Linked DNA regions of Rattus norvegicus: region 2 is linked to region 1. The links are chromatin contacts, called in public Hi-C maps. All regions are on one chromosome and are shown on one strand. The core of a region is the stretch at or near the end of the contact, and the rest is flanking DNA. Distances in the headings are between cores, read along the strand shown.

Evidence for each region. Hi-C and Micro-C count contacts between places; a contact is called where the count stands out from the background.
Region 2: a Hi-C map of liver shows a contact between it and region 1, with 2.4 times the contacts expected there. The contact joins the promoter of Dvl3 here to the promoter of Eif4g1 in region 1. A contact is called at or near these places in 1 of 12 Hi-C or Micro-C datasets (liver) and 1 of 1 datasets of contacts at active chromatin or transcription factors (oligodendrocytes).

The regions. Positions count from the first base shown.
Region 1 is chr11:93,743,750-93,748,349 of GRCr8, forward strand. It overlaps Eif4g1 (eukaryotic translation initiation factor 4 gamma 1), which reads right to left and starts at 2,618. Exons shown (of 32, transcript NM_001427476.1): 1 at 2,469-2,618; 2 at 1,691-1,747; 3 at 1,379-1,472; 4 at 1,026-1,112; 5 at 1-8. The coding sequence starts at 1,438.
Region 2 is chr11:93,884,374-93,888,973 of GRCr8, forward strand. Dvl3 (dishevelled segment polarity protein 3) reads right to left here and starts at 2,530. Exons shown (of 15, transcript NM_001107081.3): 1 at 2,239-2,530. The coding sequence starts at 2,399.

The DNA of each region.
Region 1 (4,600 bases), core at 1,368-3,867:
TAGAAGTGCTGTCAGGAAGAAAGAAAGCAGGTGGGGTCAATAAGAGGAATGAACAGTAAAGTCAGCATTCCAGTGTCCATACAGTCTTAAGAGTATAGCAGGCTTCCAAACATGGCGACTGGTCCTTCCCCAGACCCACGTGACTACACTAACACTTGCCTTCCAAGTTAGATGAAAACTCTGTATCCTGTACTCACTGCCATGCAGGCAGCCACCTCCAGAGTACCACTCTAGAGGCCTAACCTCAAGATACATCATGTCTAAGTAAGGCCCTTCTGGGCAACATACTCCCCAGCATGCACTGTCCCATCTCAAGTACTGAGGCTACCTGCTACATGCAACAGTCTCCCAGTTCTGGGACACTCGCTTGTCAACAGCTGGCCTCTAGCCTCTAACATGCAGTACTTGGACTTAAACTCCTAAACGGCAAAGGTGGCACCCACCCTGAACATCCCAATCTGTGTCTAGCTATGGACTGGGGGAGGTCGGGTGACACCAAAGAGGTGGCTCGGGATTAGGAAAGAGGTATTACCTGCAGAGACCTGAATCCTCCCTGAAAGCACATGGGGACAGGAAAGACGACAATTATCCCCAAGGTGACAGAGTGGGATTAGGGGGAGTGAAGTGGGTAGGAAAAGAATCCTTCCCCTTGGGAAGAACTTGGAGAACACAAAAAATAAAAGCACAACTGGAATTTTTATCTCATCACAGTTCAAAGGGAAAGGAGAGGAGGAGAGGAACTAGGAACTACTATTCCTAGTGCAATAGGAAAGGGCTGACAGCAGGGCCCACAACACAGTCTCCAATTCTCAAAGACCCCCATAATGCCACCCTCACAGTCTATAAGCTTCAAAGGGTCAGCCACCCTAAGTAACTAACAGCAGGAAGAACACGGGCAGCTGTCAGGAAGTTGGGGGGGGGGGGGCAGTACACAGCGTCCATAGTTTCCATACTCGCCCCAAACCAGCAGCTTCCCAGTTTCCCCAGTTCCCACCCAACACCCTTCTCTAGCCACAGCCCCTCACCTGGCGGGGCTGAGAAGGCGTGTTCATTTGTGTCGCTTGAGGCGTGCTAAACACCACCGGTGCAGTCTGCCCCGGGGGAAACGCTGGCTGAAGGGGAGAGACCAGAGTTCAGCAAGAGGGGAAGCCTGGGTGGGGCCTAAACCCAGGCTGGTGAAATAAGGGGAGCAGACCTGCAGCAACAGTCTCGGCAGTCCACATGTTCCCTCCCTGTGACAGCCCCAGGGACAGCCAGGGGCCCTATCTCAATTTGGCAGCAGGCAGCTGCACTTTGCCCTGACACAGATGGGGGTGGGAAAACTGCGAGCTGCATGACCTCCACCCCACCCGAGTCCTGTTCATTTAGCCTTGATTACCTGTGGGAGTCCAGGGGACCTGGCGGGTGGGGGGCCTGTGGGCTGGGGAGCTTTGTTCATTTCATTTGGTGCCACATCAGGGTCCCCCCAGCACCTGTTGGAAAGAGCAGAGCTCGGAACGAGGAAAGGACCCACGCTTATGGCAAATGGGCTGGGGGGAAAGGTTGTATCAAGAGCTAGGGTCAACATGGATTAAGGGAGGTGCCAAGTGAGTACAGAAACATCAAACATATAGGCTGTGGACCCCACCAACAACACGGACCGCATCACCCTGACCCCACCCTTGCCTGCTCAAACAGCCCCCTCACTCACCCCCTCGGTTAAGAATAAGTCCACAGTGCGGCCTACAGGTTCTGGGCATCCGAAGGCCTGGGGTTGGGAGGTGAGGGGTATCAACCTGGCTCCACGGGGCCCAAGACCAACCAGACCGGAAATTCCAGGTCTCGCTGGCACCAGGCTCCCGGATCACAAATGAAGCCGGCTGCTCCGGCCGTGATATCCCCACCCCCCACCCGGGGACACCGGGTTCGGAGCCTGCCGCGGGGCACTCGCGCGGGGCTGGAGAGGCCCGAGGCCTCCCGGGAACACAAGCCAGGAAAAGCGCGAGTCCGGCCGCACCAGCAAGGCGGGCGGCGACGGCCGCGAAGCCCGCTCGGGGCAGGCGAGGGTCGGCCGCCGGGCGGGGCTGGGGGCTCCTCCCTGCTCGCCGCCGCCGCCTCCCAGCTCTGCGCAACGCGGCCAGTGCCAAAGAACAACGTGTCACTTCCCGGCGGCCGCCCGGGCCCCGCAGGGGGAGGGGGCGGCGGGTCTGCGCCGCGCAGTCTGCGCCGGGCCGCGGCCCAGGCCGGGCGGAGGTGGCTGTCTCGCCGCCACCCCAGCGCCCTCCCCGCCCGGGCCCTGCTCCCCACCCCCACCCGGGCCCGGCCCGGCACACGTGGGCCGGGGATCGGCCTGGCGAGTAGGGCCTGGGCGCGGGCTCGGGGCCGGAGCGCCGGGGCGGCGGCGCAGGGTGGCGGGCCCCGGCCCGGATGGCGGCGGATGCGGGGGGAGGGGTGGGGGGCCGGGTCGGGCCCGGACATGGCGGCTTTACCTTCAGTCTCCTTCAGTCCGCGCGGCCGAGCCCCACGCAGCCGCACAGACGTAGTCCACAACCATTTCCGGCTCCCCGCACAGATCCCGCTCGGCGGCCACCGCTTCTCCGCAGGCGCAGCCAGCGCCCCACGTGACCGGCGCAGAGGGCGGAGCTGCGCTGGCGCTGGGGAAGCACATGGGATTTGCTCCGCCCCATCACGTGACACCCACTGCCCGCCCCCGTGTCCCCTCCCGAACTTTGGAACTCCCAGGCCGACCCCCTCTGAGGCCCTGGCGGTTCTTTAGTTCATTCATACTTTGCGGCAAGCATTTATTGAGCGCGTGAGTGCAAAGCGAAGTGCCCGCCTGGAGCCGAGAGTGCCGAATCTAAAAGGCAGTCCTGCCCTAGTAAATGGCACACTACAAATTATGCAGCCTCTGAAAATGCTATACATTTGATCTTTGATAGACCTATTAACAAAGGAAATTCAATGTTGCACCAAAAGAACTGATGCAATCTAACTAAAGAAGTAATTTTACATTCTCTTTAAAAAATCAGTCGCTCCTAGGGAAAGGCAAAAGTCAAACCTAAAAACGTTGGAATACTGAAAAAAGGAATCCCAAAGCCTTGTGTACTTACGTGTGCTGTCTGTGATCCCCAGAATTCTGATAGCTAAGGCAGGGAATCAACTTTAAAATAGGGAAATTTCACCAGGCGGTGGTGAACCACTCCTTTAATCTCAGCACTCCGGAAGCAGAGACAGGTAGATCTCTGTGAGTTCAAGGCTAGTCTGGTCTACAAAGCCAGCTCCAGGACAGCCAAAGTTACACACAGAGAAACTTCATCTTGAACATTTCTGAGATGGCTCAATGGTTAGAGCACTGGATGCTCTTTATTGGCTGCTCTTAAAAAGAGAGGATTTGGGGTTGGGGATTTAGCTCAGTGGTAGAGCACTTGCCCAGGGTTCGGTCCCCAGCTCCGAAAAAAAGAAAGAAAAAAAAAAAAAAAAAGGATTTGGATTCAATTCATCTATAAGGCAGCTCACGACTGTGTATAACTCTGATTCGATAGAATTCTGCCTCTATAGGCACCACATATACATGTGATGCACAGACATATATGAAAGCAAAACATACACATAAAATAAATATTTAAATTAAAAAAAATAAGAAAATTTGAACTGGTGGTGGTGGTGGTCCACACCTTTGATCCCAGTATTCCCAGCGCAAAAGCAGGAGGATCTCTAATGTATCTCAGCTATAGAGTTCAGGACAGCTAGAAACCTTGTCTCGAAAAACCAAAAAATAAAGCAACAAAACAAAAAATACACCATGGTTAAAAGCTGAAACTTGAGCTAGACTGGTTTCAAATGTTCCTTTTTTTTCTTTAAGAGGATTCACCACTACACCACATTTTTCTTTAGAATGAAAATTGCACTCTACACTGTGGTTATGCACACTTTTTTTTTCTTTTCTTTTTTTTTTTCGGAGCTGGGGACCGAACCCAGGGCCTGCGCTTGCTAGGCAAGCGCTCTACCACTGAGCTAAATCCCCAACCCCATTATGCACACTTTTAATCTCAGAATTCAAGAGACAGAGGCAGGCGGATCTCTGAGTTCCAGGCCATCCTAACTACAAAGTGAGTTGCAGGCTTGTCAGGACAACATGGTGAGACACTGTCTCAAAACAAACCGTACTTTATTTAACTGAGTAGTTAGGGAGCAGAGCCTTTCCCACTGGTCTCTCTGCCTCTCACACGCTACCTCCTGGCGTGCATTATATCACAGAACAGGTGATAGAAGTGAGGGTAACAATAAGATAAACTTCATCAGTATGCTATCAAAGCTATCAAAAACAAAAAAACAAAACAAAACAAACAAACAAAAAAAAAAAAAACCATGGCTATAGGGTGGGCAAACTCAGACACCAAGAATCCTCTAGACGGTTGGAGTCCTCAGTGATCGAGTGCTTACCCAGCACTTGGGTTCAATATCAGTACCAGAAAACAACCAGTCCAAAAAAAAAATCATCATAATCTGTAGTTGGGGAGACAGCTCAGTTAAAAACTGAGTGTGAGCCTGGCACGCACGTGATGGTACACATCTTCACTTCCAGCACTTGGGAAGCAAGGCAGGCTCTTAAGAGATCAAG
Region 2 (4,600 bases), core at 1,280-3,779, 140 kb after region 1:
CACACACACACATCTACAATGTGTGACCCAGACTTTAGATTTTGGAGTGAGAGTCCCCCATATCCAAACAAATTCTGTCATTTACTAGCTGTGTGATCTAGGGTCAGCTTTATTTAGGCCTTTAACATTCTAGCCTAATTTTCAAAGTGGGAAATTAGTGCCTATTTCATAGGCTGGTATGAGGACTCAAAGATGCAAGATGTACAAGTAATAATATATCACTATCAGGCAGACTGTATCATATGATGCACTTGTAAAATAAAAAATGAAATAAACTGTCAACAGGATCCTCTGCTGTCCTAACTTGAAAAGGATAGCCTTGCTGGGTCTTTTGCTCATTTATTCTTGGAGTTTGGGAGGAAGAAGCCAAATAATCACACCCACTTCATTCTTAGCATTGTTCTCAACCCTGATAGAACAGACAATGAATATTTTGCAAAGGGACCACAGGTAAATACAAAATGCTTCAAAGTGGCACATGATAAATGTTGCTTAGTTCAATAGTTGATTTAAAGAAAAATATTTCCCAACAGTGAGCAGATGCAATGGGAGCCCTCTTATAATTGTAGTTAGGTCTGCTCCCACGACAACCTCAGGAAAGCAGGAAGCAGCTCAGAGTGGTCTGCTTGGGAGGCAGAGGCAAGTGGGGGTGGAGATACAAGACTATTCTAATCCCTCAAGACATCTGGCCTAGCATATCCTGAAATATTATCCCAGCTCCTTCGAATAATAAGAAAGACCCTCTTCTTATTCCTCTCATGCCAGGTTGAGACACTCACCTCCTATCCTCAGTTCTTCCAGATACATCATTTTCAGGGTCTTTCAACCAGGTCTTCCTACTCTAAACTACAGCCAGACAATCATCACCACACACAAGAGTCTCATCCCAGGGCAAGAACAGATTTAGCAATAGTCAGATCAATTCTCCACTGTCCACACTCACACACACACACACACTCACACACACACACACACACACTCACACACACACACACTCACACACACATGCACACACACACACACTTTTAAGAGCTCATCAAATGTCGAGTTCCAGGGCAGAAAATGACAAATAGCCCAGAAGGAGACAGAAGGTGCTTGCCTCCTGGGGCTTGGAGGGCAGGGCTTAGGAGGGAAGCCAGACTAATGTACACTAGAGAGAATATCTCCCCTCACCCAGCTCTGGGGCCTCAGCTGCAAGCAGAGTGCAAGCCTCAGGCAAGTGCATCAGAGGGACCTTCAGGCCTTGGAGGGCCCAGAGAGGGGTGGGGTAGGGTGTGTGTGTGTGTGTATGTGTGTGTGTGTGTGTGTGTGTGTGTGTGTGTTTGCTCCATAGCCTATAAGTCCGCTGTCCAGTTAATGCAGGCAAGCCTCAGCCCCTTGGATAGGTGTGTGTGTGTGTGTGTGTGTGTGTGTGTGTGTCCCCTCTCAGGCCAGCTGCTACAGAACCCTCAGGCTCCAACATTCCAACCTCTCTTAAAGGGGCAGTCCCATCTTCCAAATTGCCCATCAAAAGCCCTGCAGCTGGGTAGGAAGGGGAAGACAAGAGAACACCAACAGGCCCTTCCAGGCTTTCCCATCCAGGCTCTGAAGCTCTATGTAGCATCTCCCCTGGGAACACCATCAGGAAAGAAAAGGCCCCAGCACCTGATTAGTGAAAACTCCTTCTCCGGGCCAGGCAACACCCCATCAGCCCAGGAGAGAGGAGAATCTACTCGACAAACATCAGGTCCAGCATCCAGCCTGGCAGAACAGCCCCCAATTCCTCCTTCTCCAGTTCCAAGTCCCACCAGCTACAGCCCTAGATAGAGCACACTCCAAATAAGGATCTGAGTTGCAGAGCTCAGAGGACTGGGAAGGCAGACCGAGTGTCAGTTTAACTCCAACTCTATGCTTAAAAGGTGGCACCTGGAAGGACTGAGAACTCTGGTTTTGGAGTGGAAAGGATGTATGTCTACGGCGGGCCGCTGGACCGTGGGGAGGTGAAGGGGCTTAAATGATAGGAACCAATTGCTTAGGGAGGGACGTCCCGCTGGGCTGGGGGGTGGGGTGGGGGAGGCAAGGCCTCCAAGAGATGACTGGGAGTCCCTCAAAGTCAAGAGGGTCCCAAGTCACCGAGTCGCTCCTTGCTGGAAGCGGGGTTAGAAACCAGTGCAGCGAGGGGAGTCGGAACTGGCCGCGTTGGCCCCTAGCAGCGGAGCGACCCGAGCTCCCGGGAGGCGGGGCGGGGGCCATCCTCACCCAAAATCGTCGTCCATAGACTTGAAGAAGAACTTATAGCTGGGCCGCTGCAAAACGCCCTTAAAGTCCGCCAAGGTGACGCGCTCGGCGGGCAGGGGCAGCTTCACTAGGTACGGCGTCTCCTGGCCGTCCAAGTGGTAGATGATCTTAGTCTCGCCCATGGCTCCGGCCTCGGCCCCGCGGCGTGCGGCCTGCTTGGGCAGCGGGGCCGGGCCTCTCCGACAGAGCTCGGCGCTCGGCGAGGCCCGCTGCTTAGCCCCGCTCAGCCGCCGGCCGGGGCGCCAGCTCCCTTGTTCTCCGGCCGCTCCCGGGTCCCAGCGCCGCCCGCCACCGCTTCCGCTCCCCACTCACAGCGCTCGGCTGGCGACCGCGACTCTTCCGGTGGCCTCGGCCCTCCCGGCTCTGGGCCGAGCCCAGCGCGGCTCCGCCCCGCCGCCGAGCGGCGCTGGCTGCTTGCCGCAGACTGCCCGCCCACCCGCGGGGCGGCGCTCGCTTCCTTGTGCTCCTGGATCAGGCTGCTGGACCTGGAAGTCTCACCCCGGTGGGCCCAGGGGAACGGTGGGCCGGCTCCCTGGCTGGAGGGGAGGGATGGAAGATAAGTGTCACCTACTGCGGAAGAAAATAGATTTGAAGACCTAACTGGTTCCCTGGAGGGGGGTCGCTTCGACTCGGATCTCTGGATTTTGCTGACAGCACAGTTGCTGTGACCGGACTGTACTGAGTTCCTTGAGGGCTGAGCAAGTTTAAATTTTTATCCCTGTAATCTCAGCGTCTCTATGAGCAAGTAGTTTGAGTAATGGATTGGCGGGTGTGGTGGTGCTTGCCTTTAATCCCGGCACTCGGGAACGAGAGGCGGGTGGCTTTTTGTGAGTTCAAGCCAAGCCTGGCCTACAGAGAGCTCAAGACCCCAGCAGGACTAGGTAGAAAAGTCCTGTCTCTCTCTCTAAAAAAAGAAAAAAGAAAGAAAAAGAAAAGAAAAAATGCGAGCTAAGAAAAAGAGCAAGCAGTCAGGTGTGGTAGCAAATGACTTTAGTCTGAACACTGGGGAGGCAGGCAGATCTTTGAGTTGGAGGCCAGCCAGTCTACAGAGCGAGTTCCAGGACTGCCAGGGCTACACAGACAAACTCTGTCTCAACTCCCACCCTGATCCCCAAGTAAAAAAAAAAAAACAAAAACAAAAAACAGAAAGCGTAGACATACATGATCGATGATTGGGACAGTAGATGTTAAAAACTAGGTATAGTCAGTCAGTTGGTGGTTCAGCTTCTCAGCTGTAACAATGTATGTCAGGAGTGGCTTCAAAACTCCTGGCAATTCTCCTGCCTCAGGCTTCTGAGTTCTGGGATTACATCCCTGCATTTCAGGACCCATTTTAATCACCTCTTCTGCTCAGAAACCTTCACATTACCCAATATGCCTTTCATATACCCTCAACATGATACACGAGGTCCTTTATAATCTGACACCTACTTCTCTAGACTTCTTGTTACTTCAAAACCAAATTTTTATTATAGGCAGAAAGCAATCAGTAGTAGTTATATCTTTTCAGTTTATATCCTTCATTTATCTTTTTCTCCAAGTAATGTCTGTGCATAACTAAAATGCATTAAGACTTTTCAAGGTTTATTTTTACCCGTGCAGATTTTGGGTATCTGAGGTGATCGGAGGAGGATGTCAGTCCCTTGGAATTAGAGTCACAGGAAGCTGTGATCCACCTGCCGAGATGGTGGAAACTGAACTCAGGGCCTCTGTAAGAACATCAAGCCCTCTTAAATGTTGAGCTGTTTCTACAACCTTAATATTAAAAAGTAAAGAGTCCAGGATGACCTTGAACTTTCTACTCTCCTGCCTCTGTACTCCTGGAGCAGCTGGGGTTAAAGTCATGTGATGCCTGCCTTATTTCTTGATTTACACATTCTAGACATTGCTATTGACTTTCCACTTTTACTTTCTTAAAATATTGAAACCGGACTGGAGAGATGGCTCAGTGGTTAAGAGCACTGTCTGCTCTTCCAGAGGTCCTGAGTTCAAATCCCAGCAACCACATGGTGGCTCACAACCATCTGTAATGAGATCAGATGCCCTCTTCTGGTGTGTCTGAAGACAGCTGTAGTGTGCTCACATACATTAAATGAATAGATATATAAAATATATTAAAATATTGAAACCATGCTTGTTAAATAGAGTACTTAATATCGACAGCATTTTAACTATCAGTCAATGTATACTGCTAAAGTTGTTATATTACTTGCTTCTTTTACTGTTCTTTGGTTGTTTTTATTTTTTAAAAATGTAAGCACCAATGATTCTTTGCAAACATTCCAGTGGTTTTTCAGGACACATTTTGTTCATCCAGTCCAAC